Linked DNA regions of Anas platyrhynchos: region 2 is linked to region 1. Evidence: chromatin contacts called from public Hi-C data. All regions are on one chromosome and are shown on one strand. Each heading gives the region's core, a stretch centred on a gene start, on an enhancer-like site or on the middle of the called end of the contact. The rest is flanking DNA. Distances are from core to core; before and after follow the strand shown.

Region 1 (7,824 bases), core at 3,329-5,828:
ATACTAAAATCGTGCTGAAAACCCCTTCTGAGCAGGACGCACAAGTACGCACCGCTCGGCGCTTTGCCCGTGAAATTTCTCCCTGGTTAAGTACAGCTCCGCACCCAGCCTGACTTTTATGGCTCAACATATATCTCTTACATCCAAGATTTTTATTTATTTATTTTTTAAAATTATCACCACAGATCCAGCTCTCTAAACAATTTTCCTCTTTTTTTTTTTTTGGTGGAAAAAATCCACAAATTTACTTTAAAAAATAACCGTGCAATAAATGCGCATCTCAAAAAAAAAAAAAAAAGAAAAAAGCTTGTAGAACTGGAAGTTTTGGATATTGTGGCACCAAAAATAAAACTGATGGAACAAAAAGGGAATTTCATGTGGTTTTCATTGTCAAGTCTAAGCTCAGAAACAAACAGGAAATAAAAATGGCTAAAACAAAAGAGATTTCTTTTAAAGTATGTTCAAATCTAAGTGGGGAGCTGGTTTATTTGGGAGGCATTCTCTGTTTATTTGTTTTTCAGAAAGACAAGTAAATAAAAATGTCCACACGCAGACAGGTCAGCTTGATTTATGGTTAAGCTCTCGTGCTTCTCTCTGGTCAGTTATTATAAGCACTTCTTAAAAATTAGCCTTGCAGAAACAGCACCCTGAGAAGGGGCAGGGAGGGCGGCGAGGCTGGGGCCACCGCTGCTGGAAGGGAGATGGGAGGCAGGATGGAGGGGGAGGAAGGCTGGAGTCACCGCGGACTCGCCGACGATGCCTTTCGGTTCATCCTTGTGCTCTTTGCATTTCTGCAGGCAGCTCTGCTGGGGCTGAGCCTCCCAGCCCACGCCGTCCCCCCGAAGCCCTGCTAGCAGCAAATAGAGGCGTCTACTTAATGCATTTATTTAATAGAAGTGGTCTGCGGGACCGGCTCTCAGGCTTTGGGATGGTTGAAGTTGTTTGCTGGGGAAATTGGGGTTCGCAGACAGGTGTCTCACTCATGGGAGCTCCGACTGTGATTTAGGGGTTGAATGGGACAAATGCAGCACCCCAGGTCTGCTTCAGCTGAGATCACGAGTAGCTACAGAACCATCAATGCATTCCTGAATGCTTTGAATGGCTGAAAAATCAGATGTGTGAAATTAATAGCAGCTTCTGCACTTTTAGCTATGCTTTCCCTACTCTTGTGCACGGAGAAAAAGGGTGCAAATGTTTAATTTCTGGCAGAGCCGTGCTTTGGGAGACAGAGAGCATCGCAAGGAGGGTCAGGGGACAGAGGCAGCATTTCTGGCTCTGTGCTGGGCTGCTGGGCAGGGCAGTTCTGCTTCCCCTCTGCAAGGTGGGTAACGTTCCCTCCTGCTAAATCATCCAGCAACCCGCCTGCAGGAAGGCTCACGAGGAAAGACCAGAAGGTGCAGTTTGTCAAAAATGGGCACTCCGAGCTCAAACTTGTTCCCATCAAATCAGCAGGAAATTTCCTGCTCAGCATGTGGGGGACCAGCCTCTTCCCCAGCCTGCTGGGCAACACCCTGAAACTGGTGGGGACAGCAGAGGAGGGGGCTTCCCTCCCCAGCTCCGTATCTCTATTTAAAGCCTAATCATAATGGAAACGCTTCTCAGCCTCCATCCAGCTAGCTCTCCTGGTTCCTTCCCCAGAAGGACTCGGGATTTGGTTGTTGCCCACACTGAAAACCAGCGGGGCTGTCTCCGATGACCCCGCAGCAGTACCAGCCCTGGGCCAGGGGGGCCGAGCCAAGCCCTGCCGCAGGAGCGCCCTGCTCTGCGCTCCGTCCCGCTGCGCCTCCAGCAGCAGCCTGCGGGCTGCCTTAAATGCCCCACGGAAGCCAAGAGCTAATAACCAGCTTCATTCAATTCCCAGTCACATTATTATCCAATCTGCCAGAGGCATTAATATTCAGAGGTGAGCCGGGCGGGAGGGCAGGGGCGCGGGGAGCGGCACACAAAGGGGAGGCGCGGTGCGGCGAGGCTGGCCTCGCAAATCCTTTCTCCGGCTGCCTGAAGCCCCCAGCCCTGCTTCAGCCCCGTGCTGACCAGAGATGTTTTTTCCCCCAGCCCTGAGGCTGACTGTGATGCTGGTCAGTGGAGGCAGAGGGCAAGCTGATGGTAGCCCAGCACCGTGCTCCCCGTGCCCCCTGCCAAAAGCCAGGTCCCAGGCCTGGCTCAGCTCGGTGTCCTCGGACCCCAGCATCCCGTGACAAGTGGGGACCTCCCCCCTGCAGCCAGGCCCTGAGCAAACAGCAAGGTCCCATGCTCAAATGGCCAGATAACCGCCGAGCCCGTGCAGAGATGCTGCAGCCTCCTGCTCCCGACCCTGCAGCCTCATCCCGCTGCCTTCCCGAAGCGGGGCGCATGGTGTGAGGCCACCAGCGATCCCCACGGGGGACTTCATTCCCAGCCCAGGACCTCCCCTGTCCCCAGAGCCAGGGCACATGTGCCAGGTCACGAGACAGAACTCATGTCCCCGGCTCATCTCATCTTCCTTTTGGAGCTGTCTCCTAGATCGGGTTTCTGGCTTTTTCTTTTTGGCAGTCTCCAAAGTCAGCCTCACCTCTCAATCTCGGGGTTTTGGGTAGCATCTGACGATAGAAAAGATGCCGCTCTTTTTGCCGACTCCCCACAGGGTACACAAACCAACACTTGGCAATTCAGTGGAAGTTTTTAGCTCTAATAATTGCCTGAATTAAGCCCTTTGAGAAATGCAACACTTTTAAACCAGTGCAGGAGCGCTCAGTTACCGGGACGTAGGTGGGTTTCATGGGGAGAGCCCAGCCTGCAGGTCTTGTGCAATCCCAGTAACACGAGGAAAAACACTGCCCTTGCCCACAGCCCCCTCCGGGACACCAGGGACAGCCATCTCCTGCGAGGGCTCTCGATAGGGAGCACCGGGCATGCTGCGGCCATTTGCTAACGAAAACCAAACCCTGCCCCGTTTCTGCAAACATTTGTGGAGCCTGAGAGCAGCTCCCGTGCCCTGCTGGTCCCTCTGGAGCCAGCAGGCAGCTCTTTGTCCCTCACAGCAAGGCATGACCGACGCCTGAGCAAACACCCATCCCTCCGGCTCACCGGCACGCCACGGGAGCGGGGGGCTCGGGGAGACCCCGGTGCCATCGCCAAAAACGCCGTCCTTTTTCCTCCTTTGGAAGCTGGGACAGGAACACGGGGCACGCTCCCGAGAGCCCCCTTCCTAAACTGCTGCGTTCAGCATCCCTCCAACTGGCGGAGGGCACGAAGCCACCCCAGCCGGGCACCCCGCAGGGCACAGAGCGGGACCCCCCGATCCGGCTGGGGAACACCGAGGTGGGCGCATCCCCGGGGCGCTGCGGCCGGGGGCTCGCTCCCGCACCCCCACAGCCTCCCCCGCCGAGCCGAGCCGGCTGGGAGCGGAGTGCGGAGCCGGGGGGGGGGGGCCGCCCGTCCCAGCCCGTCCCGCTCAGCTGTCCGGGGGCTCCGGGCCGACAGGTGTGCCCCCCTCGGCGGCACCGGCCCGGGGCCCCGCCGCCCCCCCGAGCCGGCTCCAGCAGCTGCAGCGCAGCCCCCCCGGCTCTCCCCCCGCCGCCCAGAGAGCTCCGGGGCGCCGCTCCGCTGCCTGCCCGCGGCCGGAGCCCGACAGCCGGCTCTGCCCGGAGCCTCCCCCCGGGGGCCGGCCGGCTCTCTCGCTCCCGGTCGGGACCCCCGGCGGCGACGGCCCCCGGGAGCCCCCGGCAGCCCGGGGCAGGTTCGCCCCGTCGGCGGGGGCCGGGCTCGCCCTCTCCCCGGAGCTGCAGGGAGGTCGGCCGCGCTGTAAACAGGCGGCAGCCCGTTACATAAATATCATTTATCCAGCTGTCCAGAAGCCGTCGGGCCGCCTTCCTTTTCCCAGGCGGTGTCTCCCCGCTCCCCCGGACCCTGCAGACAGCCGATCCGGCAGCCCGTTATTTACGGCGAGCCCCGGCTAATTTAAACAGCCCCTGCCCCGCTCTCCCGAGTGGAAAATGCCTAAGTTTAGCAACCGCCAGGCGCTCCGGGAGGGGCCCGCGGCGGCCCCGAGGGGGCGGCCGGGGCTGCGGCGCTCCGGCGGCGGGCGGCCCGGGGAGCAGCTCCACCGCGCACGGAGCCCGGGGCCGCTGCCGGAGCTCGGGGCAGCTCCCGGTGCGCCCGCCGCCCCCGGGGGTGCCGGGATGGGGTTGCCGAGCCCGCGGAGCCGGGCGGAGCGCCCCGAGCCGCCCCGCCGGGGATGCTCTGGCTCCGCCGCCGGTTTCGGCGGGGAGCGGGGGGAGGAAGCGGGGCCGGGAGGGGCACTTACGGCGGCTCCAGGCGCGGGCTCGGCTGCTGGGCGGCCTCAGTCCTGCGAGCGGGGCGAAGCTGCTGCCCCCCGCCCCGCCGCCCGGGCTGCTCCGCCGCCGTCGGCGAGTAAATCCCGGGGCTGGGCGGGCACTCGGCGCCTCGCTGCCGGCCCGCGGCTCACGGGGAGGGCGCCGGCCGACTGCCTGCCATTCACCCCGGCCATTCACTTTATGGCGGCCGGCCGGCGCCCCCCGCCAGCTGCACCGGGCGCCCCGCTCCCGCCCGCCCCATTCCAGCTGCGCGACCGCCGCCGCCCGCCCCGTCCAGCGCCGCCCGCCCCGCCCCCGCCCCGCGCCCCGCCCTCCAGCCCGGCGCGACCAATCGCAGCGCGCCTCATTTGCATCCCGCCGCGCCCCGGCTCGCGGATTGGCTGAGGCGCGCGGCGGGCCTCGCCCGGCCCGCGTTGGCCACGCCCCGTCCCGGCAGCGCGGGTGCTGCCGCCGTCGGCGCCGCGCCAGGGCCGGGGGAGCGGCGGCGCCGTCGGGGGCACGGGCACGGCACCGGCACCGGCACCGGGCGCTGCTCCGGGCCGTGCCCTGCCCGCTCCGCTCCGCAGCTCGCCGGCCCCGTGCCTCCCGTCCGCCCCACCGCCGGGCACCGACGGCTCCGGCCCCGAGGTGTCCGCCCCGGGATCTCCGCCCCGCCGTCGGGGCTGAGGCTCGGGGCAGGCGGCTCCTCTCCCTGCCGGGATCCTGCAGGAGCTGGAGCGGGCTCGGCCCCGCCGTCGGGCCCCGGGGTTTCCTCGGGGTCATTTCCCTGGCAGCGTGCCGCCGGTTTATGGTGCCAAAGGTCCCCGCGGGCTCTCCCCCCGACGTGTTCTGGAGCTTAGGGGATGTTAACCCCGGTGATTTACGAGCTGTATGGATGTGATGTATGGAGGGCAAGCGCGGGCAAAGCGGCACAGGATATCAGGAGGGGTTAAGCAGACACGGGCGTTACAAATTATGGTTCAGAACCACACACAAACACGTTAATTCAGTAGAAGTGTGGAGAGTTTGAGAAGAGCTGGCAATGCTGACATGCTCGTGAGAAATTACCGTGTTTTTATAAGGGTGGCACTCTGAGGTTTGTGTCTGCCCTGCTGCTTTTGGCCTGCCAGAAGTGACAGCAAACGAGAGCACAGCTTTTCCCATCCCCGACTTTAACCCATCCCGGCACAGGCTCCTCTCCATCAGGAGAAGCAGGCGCAGCACGGCAGCATTAGCACTTTCCCGGGACAGTCCATCCCTATCACCACGTGCCTCAGGGAAGCTGAAAACCCAGCTCCCGGGCTGCGGCAATGGAGGGTGGTGCTTTGAACTGCCTGCCTTCCCCTCCAGACCTTTCCCCGTGCGTAGCCTGCAGCAAATACAATTAGTGCTTATGCTTTAAAGTAGTAATGAAGCAAAGGTATTTTTAGCTATTTCCTTCAGGCAACTGGAAATAAGAAGCGGCACCATGTCACAAGCTTGCTCCCAGTGAAGTGCAGCACGAAGACTGCTGGATTAGAGGATCTGGGGAGCTGAAGTGGGAGGCTTTCACTAGGACAACCTCCTTGCAACCGCCCTGTTGCATGAATGGTCTCTTTGGGAGGGAGGGCTCTAGCATTTGCTGTTGAAATGTAGTAGCAGCCCTTGTGCTTGGTGCCAAGACTTAGCGGTAGTTCATCTTGTCTTGCCAGCTGGAGGATTCGCTGCTGCAGAAGAGACCAAGAACTTCACCTGGGTTCAGGAGACAGATGTTACTACTTTGTGTTAATTAGAAAATAGAAGGAGGAAAAAAAAAAAAAAAGCAAAAGCAAACAAAACCCAGAGCAAACCTGACTCACATCTTGGCAGAGAGATGGGATGTGCAAAAGGAGGGAATTACTCAGCACATTAGACATACTCTACTTTTTACCAGCCAGGAGGAGTTTGTTCTCTAAGAAAACTCCGTCTCTGCCACAGCCAAATTCAGCCATTCTGCTGCACCTGGAGGGTGGTGGAGTTGTTGATTGTTGACTGTGGTTTCCACCTTTGTGTCTTAACTAATCTTTTAGCCACGCTGGTGCCATGCCCTCAGATGCTTTGAAGATCAGGAGTGAGACTTGAATATGGCTTTGCCTCCTGGGATAGGTGGCACGGGGAGCGGAGGGTGGGTTTGATGCGTTCGTGGTGGCCAGGGCTCCCACTGCTGCATGCTCTTCTAGCTGCTATTTGCCAGTGTTGTGGGCTTCGTGCCCAGGTGTATCACATAGCCGTAGCCTAGCCAAGAGGTGACGAAGATAGGACTGACTGAGGTCAGGCTGCTCCTGCCAAAAAGGCATGGCTTCTCGTGGCCAAGCAGAGACAATGGGAAATGTTACATCGGGATGTTTGTCTGCAGAGCTTCACGTCACGGGGAAATGCAGGAGCACTCCTGAGACATGGGGAAGGTAGAACAGCCGGGAGGATGTTTCAGCCCAATGGGACTGCTCTGCAGCTTCAGTGTTGTGCTCTGCAGAGTTTCCAGAGAAGGATTTCAGTATTCTCAAGTCTCTCAGTTTAGCTCTGTTGCTTCAGTTGTAGGTCCTGGCCTGAGTGCAGATTGCACCAGATGCAGAACATCAGTTTCCATTTGGAGAGACTTCAGCTGGCTGTGGGCTAGCCTCTACCTGAGCTTGCTCTGGAAAGGAGCAGCTGCTGAGAACAACTGCGTTCAGTGTTTAATGGCTTTTTCTTTTTTTTTTTTTTTTCTTTTTTGGATTCTCAGCTCTGGGGAGAGTAACTGCAAGTAGTTCCTAGCCATGACAACTGCTTCTACCTTCTGAGCCAAATCCCTCTCTTTGCCTTTTTTCTGGAGACCTCACTGAGCCTTAGAGAAATAGCAAAAGCCTCCATGAGAAGGGGGTGGAAGTTCAACCTCTCCCAGACTATTTAACCTGGTGGAAAATTCCCGTGTTGCGTGTGCCTGCGTGTCTGAAATCTGGCCTCTGTGGATGACCGCAAACTGGCAGGAGCTGAGCAAGAGTAATGGACCGTGCAAAGCCGGTCCCGTCCATCAGTGCAGATTGCAGAGGCTGAGGTGGTTGGCAGCACGGATTTGTTATATTCTCATCAAAGCTTGTGGGGAGCACGCTATTGCGCTGGCAATCTGGTCCCGAACGAAGACTGCCATGAGCAGTTGGAGTGCCCCATGGAAACTGCTCTGTGCAACCAGCTGGCTGCTCGTGTGCCTCCCGTGGAAGGAGGTGAACTGGAGAAGCAGCTGGGCAAGGGCTGCGTGGAGGATTGTCGCTGTTTGCGGCCCCTCCTTATGCTCCTTGTGGGCTGAGGAGAAACATTCAAAACAAAAACTCAGCGGAAAGGCTGCATCTTTGTAGCGAGCGTAAAGCCCAGCTTTCCTGATCACACAGCGTGAACCTGGGGGATTTGCCCAGATTGCGCTGCTCTGATCCTGGGTTTCGCTGTCCTGTGCTGTGTGTAAGGCTCCAATTTGCTCACATGTGGTATGCACACAGCTGTGCACGCCTGTGCTGCCGGATCAGGCAATCCAGGACCC
Region 2 (7,824 bases), core at 1,581-4,080, 55 kb after region 1:
CTCAGTCTGATGTTTCAGAGTCATATCATGTTGCCTCATGGAAATGGTTGCATTCGTAGGCTACATGTATTTGTGTGTGTTCTGAAACAGTAGCATAGGTAGGATTTTAGTGTTGCTTAGGCCTCTGATGGAAATCACATCAAAATGTTGGGTAAGTTTGTTCTTTCATCAGTAATAGCAGAACAAAATCAACTGTATTTAACTTTACAGGTTAAAATGTTAACCCTCACCAACAAAGATCATCTCTTGCCTGGAAAAGAGCTGGTTCAGGCTGAACCCTGAAAAACACCAAAGTCCTGCTACTTGAAAGGGGTACATTTGGAAACTTTGCCTTTTGGGGATGATGTGGTGACCCTAGCAATTAATGTGCTTTGTTATTGCAGGCAAAGTTACTGTCTTTGGGTAAGGGAAAATAAAATGATTAGGCTCCAGCTGGTATAAAGTGTGACTGCTTGTGTATTCCTCTGTCCAAGCTGCAACAAGGGCATCGTACCTTTTATGAATGTGTGGCATCCCTTCATTTCTTCACAAAGGTTTTGAGGTCATTTTGGTTTCTTGCAGATGTTTTTTTGAATTGTTTTACAGCTGTCTTCTGATACCTGATTGCAGGATGTGGGAAAAATCCTGTTAGATGGGGTTGGGGACAGATGCAATCTTGTGTCTATAATTAAGATACATCCTAGCTGGTGGGGACTGATACTGAGTTGTATTCACGGATCTCTTCAGTTTCAAAAACTGTAAATAAAAGAAGCAAAGGGCCAAGATTTAACACTCATGTTTTGTGTATCAGCACCTTGTATTAGTAGGTCAGTCTAGCATACAGCAATATGGATAAATTCATTTATCCAAGGTCCGTTCTCAAGGACGTAATGCTCACCTGTTTTCATCGTTACAGGAATTGAGCTGTGTTTTAGTAGTGGCAAAACCGATTTTTACTTTTGTGTGCATACCCGCACTGCTTGCTTCATTGTTGCTGCAGGAAGAGAAAAAAAAGTTGCTTCATGTTTTTATTGTTAAGATGTCTTAGGGCAACAGCAGGATTGGCTGCTGCCAGGCCATTTTTTTCCCTTTTCCCTCTGTTCTGTAGTGTCCCTTTTCCATCTCTGTAGGATTGCAACTAATACTCCCAAGATCTGGCAGCCTGCTCCCCTGAGGCTTCTGTTTTGCATTTCTGGTAACTCAGGGTATTGGTACTTGAGCTCTGGGCATCTGTGTTTTACCATTAGCACTTGTAAATTTTACTTTCTGGCAATATTGGGTTGTAGCACAATGACTCTGAGATTGGTTCAGGTCAAACAGAAGAATTTGTGTAAATCATAACAGCGGGGCACAATAACCTTGGAGAGGTTTTTCTTATTAAAACATTCTCTTTCCTCTTGGGCCATCAGACCTTTCTTCATTTCGCTCCTTTGGATGTTGTCTGTCTCACTGATACTTTTTAGGTTCTCTGGCAACACATGAAATGTCTTAGCTTTTTTGGAATTTGTTCTTTGATTTCCTTTTAATTTTTCCCCTTGTCACTCATTGGCTTCCCTGGAGGAAGAGGTAAGCAGAACAGGGTAACGTCCAGACAGCTAATTGATGATAACACTGCAATTCCTTTTTCCAGCCTTCCAGAAATAGCGAAGCTTTCCTTTGCACAACAGGGTGAATTTGCAATGAGAAAGCTATTCATAGCGTGGTAGACACACAAGGCTGTGGAGAATTACTGTGCTTTAAAATACCGGGGAAGAAAGTTTTAATTTCTCCTGGGCTTTTAAATTGCCTGCTTAGTTTGGGCCTGGTACCGTGCGAGACGTGTAAAATAATATGGCGGGGCAAGAACAGCGCCTGAGCAGGGTGCTGCCGAGTGTCACAACCTAATTGCTCTTCCTTCGACATGTGCCAATTTCTTTTAGAGAGGAAAAAGAGTGCTTAAACTTGACACACATCAAAGTTGTGCTGTCAGGAAGATGGACGGATCAGTCCATCCTCTGGACTTGGCTGTGCGCGATGCAATTCCCCGTAGGTTTCATTTAGCCTGGTCGGCCTTGTTAGAGTGGCCGTGCTGCCTGTCTCGTATTAGGAGGGAACCTTGGGAAACCTGGCCCTAATTCACAACGGCAGCAAGATCAATAACTATCAGTGTTTGGTCAAGGGCAGATGAGTTTGTCATGGGATGACTGCTTTTTGCTTTGCTTTAGTTTGATTTAGTAATTTCATTTAGTCGAGTGTCTCTGCGTTTGAGGACTGCCCGTGGGTGCTGAAGCTCAGAGCGGGTGCAGGTTTATCACGAGAAGTGGTTTGTGTCGTGCATGTGTTGATTTTTTGTAAGAAATCTTTTGAAGCAATTTCAGCCGGTTCTAAACAGACATGAAAGGTGAAGATCACCTGCATTTCGCTGATGTACCTTTGTCAGGATATGCAGATGTTTCATTACAGATTTTTTTAAAGTTCCGTTTATAACACAATACTTCTTTTTCCCCCAGTGCAGTAATGGGAGCTGCATACTTACTGATGAATACTGGCTGTTCTTCGGAAGGAGTAGGAAGTTCTTGGTCTGGGATTTACCCAAGCAGCTGCTGGGAAGCTGCTGTGGGCTAGGTTTGGTAACTTTGATCCTAGAGCAGTAGTAAAGATGGTTGTTTCCTATGCGGGAAGACAGTGTACCTTATGCAGTGCAGTGAACTTTTATGAATCCTTGACTGCTATTTATCAATAGAAGAATGATTTGCTTATTCTCATGCTTTTTTTTTTAAAAAAAAAAAGATAAACAGTGGTGTAGTCTTAAGAAAACAAACCTTGAATTTGGTATTTTGTGCTGTATTTCATTCCAAAATATTTGAGCGAGGTGCAAGTCCATAAACACAGTTGTTTTCCATGTCAGCAGTGTGGAAGGACACCAGATACCAGCAACAACTTAAGTGAATGATAAATAAATGGGCAGTGCTGATTTTCTACATCTTTGCTGATCCTACCAAATTGTGGAGGAATGTTTTTCTTGCATCCACACTTGTATTGTCTTGTTTCTTTTAGCTGCAGTGTAATCTGCTTGTAAAAATAGCTTCCCTTCAAACCGGCTGCCAGGACACCGAAGTACACAGACCCAGAGGTGAAGCTGGAAGAGTGTGTAGGTGTTGGTGATTTCCAGCTGTAGTGCTGTTCTCCCACAGGGAAAGCTTTCCCTTCAGGGGGAGAACTTGGCATGCAACTGACACTGCCTTCAGTTACCAGTTGAAGAGCTTTGCTGCGTACCTGCAACCAGAGCTATGCTGAGCCTCGTAAAAGAAATGAGGAACTTTGTGTAGGGATTAGTATATTTTTCAGATCCCAAAAGCTGTTATAAGCACTGGGGTGTTCCTTCACAGAGATCTGGTGAGTTGTTGGTGCTGCAGTACTGTCTTCTACCAAAAACGTTACACGGAAAACTGCTGCAATGAGTGTAAGTCCTTTAAAAAAAAATACTGGTTTTGTTGCTTCTTGGCCTTCTCATTCGACTGCTATGAGAGTTTTCTTTTGTTTAAAAAGAAAAGAAAAAGTTAAACTTCCAGCTACCTGTGAAATTAATTGAGATTTAGCTTACTGAAAGGCTTTTTCCTTAGAGGTTTATGTGAAACTTGATTTTTCTTCTCTGAAAGTTGTTTAGGGCTTTGTATTGAATAACTTTCACCTATGGGAGAAAACCCTTTAGAAATGTATAGGATCTCACATCAGTTTTTGTAGAGCTATTGAAGCATTCAGTTTACTGGAGTGCCTTTACAATAGGCCCTATGAATTTAGAGCTTGCATCTGTCTTTGAAAAAAAGACAAAAGTCGTGGTGTGTTCCAGAACCTTTCAGAGGGTCAGCTCAGTGGTGTCCGCTCGTCTCCTTTCCCAGAGAGCAGTCAGTCTCTCTACAGATGAGATCAAAGTTTAAGTACTTCTGAATTTGTATATGTGGCTTTACAAACTATGTGTTTAATCTTTCTCTGGAATGTGCTCGTGTAATCAGGTGTTTCTCTAGCACTTATCTTCTGCTATGATGGAGGAGGAAAAGTTTCTGAAAAACAAGTGTGGATGAGCATTGAAATCCCACTAAGGTAGGTGGGCTCTAAACAGCCTTAGGGAGACCAATATGGGAACAATAGGTTTGCACTATATAGTACAGGATAATTGATTTGTTTGCTTTCATCAGAATAATCATTGTTCTTCCAGAGGTATTCAGGTCACAGACTGAACCATTCTAAGATTTGTAGCAAGGCCTTCTCCCAGTGACCTTCAGCCTCACGATGCCAAATTACCCCTCAGTTCATGCCTCTAATATGTATCAACTACAGCTCTGAAAAAAGTTTGTCAAGTACAATTATTCTAATCTCTGCAATCTCTTCAGTGCTAGGAAATGAGAGCAGAATTAAATAAATTCTTCCAACTTTAACTTTTGAAATAAACTGCTACTCCAACAACTTAATTTCTGCGCTCAGCAATCTGACTGCTGATAAAAACTCAAGAAAACTGAACAGTTGTGTTGGGCTCAGAATTCATCCCAAATCTTTTTTTTCTTCTGTACTTTAAGTCTATCTGGATACAAATCACAAAAGCTTGTGCTTTGTGATGCTTCCTGTTGATGGCATTTGTTTTCCTTGTGAATGAAGTGAGCATCTTCTACTTCTCATAATATCACTGAAGCGTGTCTCCCTCTGGAGTAGAACACAACGGCTGGGTGAAAAGCACTTGAAATAACAGCAGAGACACAGCTGGAATTTTCAGTGTAATTTTGGCTGAGGATACTACAGCAAGTACCTGCTTATGGAAAAAAAAATGTCCAGGGATTTTTAATGGGCAGTCAGAACAGCTGAATTTGAAGCGTGGCATCAGATGAAAACCCTGATAACTAATGGCTAATGCTGGTGGGACTGTCAGTGCTCCCGCTTTGCTGGTAGATGTAAATAATTCCTATAGGAGACAACATTTCAGTTGAATTTATGCCACCCTGACCAGAGGCTATCAAGACTGCCAAATGCTCAGTATGCATTCTGTCATCCTTCCCCCAAATAAAATCTCAATTCTGAGGGGCTCTTGAGATCTTGGCACTATGGAACAATCATTTGTTAAAGTCATGTTTAATGAAAGGGAGATAAACACATGAAGCTGGAGTGTGACAAATGAAAGCATTTGTGCCATTGTAATGAAATTAGGCAAACAGAACAGACTTGACAGCTCTGGGTTCCCCCTGTCAAACTGCATTTGTAATCCTAGCCTTGCATTCATGTGTGCCTGTGAATGGCACTGTTTCCCTCTTGGTATGGTGGGCCTGGGCCCCTGAGTGACCATTTTAATTCACAGAGAATTAGGTTTGAAGAGTGTATTTTACAGGCACACTGAAAAGGATTGTAATTTATTCTCACTGCTGTTCCATTGGGTTGAATATCCTTAATTTTGGATCTATATTTACGTCTGTCATAAATAAAATTTTTGGTAGCGCTTACTGTGGTGAAGAATTGATTTCAGAGATGCACAACGCTTGTTTCCACACACCCCCATGGTGAGCTTGTGTGCTGCTGTGCACAATCCCCTCAGTCTTTTAAAATAGACTGTAATATTTCTATGGTCTGGAAATGAGGATGTAAGCTCCCAGCCCCTCGGCTTCTCCTGAGCTGTCAGCCTGGGCAGGCGTCGAATGCAGTTATCTCCTGCACTCGGAGCTTCATGGGGACGTTACGGTGAGGACCTGTAGGAAATGCCAGGTGGCTGCTCCTTCTGATGACCCCTTCTGATGCACTGAGCGTGGTAGACTTGGTCATCGTTAGGTTCAGGAAGCGGGGCTATAGATTTCTCAGACTGTATTAGCTACTAGGTCAGGTTGTGTAAGTAGCGACCCGTTCTTCTCTCAGATGAGAAATTCTTCAGAAAAATGCTTCATCCTAATCTAAATGCCGCGTTGCAATGGCTGGTCTAGACCTTGCAAGAAAAAAATAGACCAAAACAACAACAGCCCCCCTGCCCTTGTTGGAAGATGGGACAGAGGTGTCTTTACACTGAAACCCTGATTATATACCAGGCCTGTGAAGAGGGGAACATAAGCCCAGGCACCAATTAGTGTGGATCATCTAGTTTAGCTCTTTTTACACTTGCTGACTATCTGCCAATTAATGAAGGGTAACCGGAGTTAAATGTTGGACTAAACTTCCTAGCTGGAAGAAGTCAGGGCATGTCTTTCATTGCAGGTGCAGAATGGCATGTGTGACCAGTCAGTGGGCAGAATTTGTTTTCAGAGTGGTGAAACGTGTGCCTCCTCCATTCATCAGCTGTGGAGCTGATGAAATTGTAGTTTTGCCAAGGGACCTAGAACCAATATGCATATATCGCTCTGGGGCTGCTGCCGCATTTATTCAACAAATTCAAGCAATGCAGAGTTTTAGAAAGGGACAAGTTACTGTAGTTCTTTTTGCTAGATTTGTTAATCTCTAAATTAACTAATTGTCCTTGCCATGTGGTCCTGCATTTGGATCTGAGTGAGAATGAGCCGTTACTTATTCCAACAGGCAGACTTCGGAAATGTTTTTTGAAACCCCAAAAAGTATGGCTGCTGAATGCTTTCGGGTGGTTTTAAAGGGCAAGTCTAATTCTGTCCTTTTTCCTTGTAACTTTACTTCCCTCTCCTACTTGGAGACTGCAGGAATTTCTCACCTTTGGGTGAAAAGACAAAAAGGTTTGGTGTTTTTTATGGGTGAATCAAGAGTAAGTCTCATATAGTGTTGCATAGACCAGAAGGGCGATGTTTGCAGAAAGTATTTTTGATGGTGAGCCAGGAAGTGCTTGCTGCTGCCTCTATTTTCCATGGCATAAATTCATAGAGCTCCTAGGCAGGAGTCCTAAAGAGCTGGACTTCTTTGTTATGGTGTTATTTTTGTCTTTTTCTCATCTTAAGAAGAGAATGCCTGCTTTTCGTACAATTCGGTGCATAAGCAGGGAAGGTAATAGCACACGGTAAGGCATCGTTCTTGTCTGAGCTCGCCTGCTTTGGAGGGTGCGTGGGATAAAATGCAAACAGCCTTCCTGAAGGCTGAGCGTCAAAGGCCAACAGCTGCTGCATCAGAGGAGTCCAGGTCATGTGGTTTGGGTTGCAGTTGCCTGTCCTGGGGACAAATGATGTTGAAATAACTTGTCATAAACAATTTTTTCTCGTTCATTTACTCTGATTCGGAACGCATAGCCGATCCTGATAAGAGTCATTCAGGAGTGAAGAGTTGAACTGCCAGAGAAAGCAGCTTATGTGAGCGTTTTACATCAGGAATGTGCCAACAGTGTGCTAACAATAAGAAACTGCTTCCGAGAGGGACCTGCTCCTGTACTTCAGGAGAGAGGGGACACCAGGGGTCTGATAACGCTTGTTTGCTGAAGTGCCAGAACGGCTGGATGGGATTGCTGAAATGGGAGCTAGGTGCTTAAACATGAATTAGTTGTTTAAATATCTTTATAGACATGTGTGTCTAAGCGCAAATAATCCATAGGATGAGTGAAGGAGAGCTCTGTGGTCTCAGCAGAATTCCGTTCTCATATTAAAATCGCCAGCCCTGGAGTTGGCTTTCTGATATGCTACTTAAGATATTCTTTCCCTGCTTTTCAGTCTCCGTGTACTGCTTCGGGCTAGCTGAACTTCTCTTGGGTGCACTTTTGGTGCTGGTCTCTGGCTTCCCTGCAATTTCATTGAAGGAGCCTGTGGATCATGGGTGAAAAGAATAGGAAGGACTTTCCTGCCAGTCCCTAACACAGCTCAGGCTCTTCATGTAAGGCTAGATCTTGTTTTAACATATTTTTCCTAGCTTTGAATGGATTGAAAAGGAAGGCTGCATGTAGGGATCCCT

Evidence for each region. Hi-C and Micro-C count contacts between places; a contact is called where the count stands out from the background.
Region 2: a contact with region 1 is called in a Hi-C map of small yellow follicle, with 2.6 times the contacts expected there. The contact joins the enhancer-like site here to the promoter of PITX3 in region 1. A contact is called at or near these places in 3 of 8 Hi-C or Micro-C datasets (F5 follicle, skeletal muscle and small yellow follicle).

Annotation. Positions count from the first base shown.
Region 1 is chr6:20,645,292-20,653,115 of IASCAAS_PekinDuck_T2T, forward strand. It overlaps PITX3 (paired like homeodomain 3), which reads right to left and starts at 4,579. Exons shown (of 4, transcript XM_038181179.2): 1 at 4,286-4,579. It overlaps LOC110353766 (a long non-coding RNA gene), which reads left to right and starts at 5,044. Exons shown (of 2, transcript XR_003498051.3): 1 at 5,044-6,438; 2 at 7,036-7,824.
Region 2 is chr6:20,701,686-20,709,509 of IASCAAS_PekinDuck_T2T, forward strand. The region is part of intron 3 of GBF1 (golgi brefeldin A resistant guanine nucleotide exchange factor 1); the gene reads left to right. Among named protein-coding and RNA genes, the nearest start is that of GBF1, 51 kb to the left of the region's middle. Within about 2 kb of position 2,831, at least 4 of the 8 cell types and tissues checked have an H3K27ac peak or open chromatin away from gene starts, as enhancers often do. A contact at or near this core is called in F5 follicle and small yellow follicle, where this site is marked.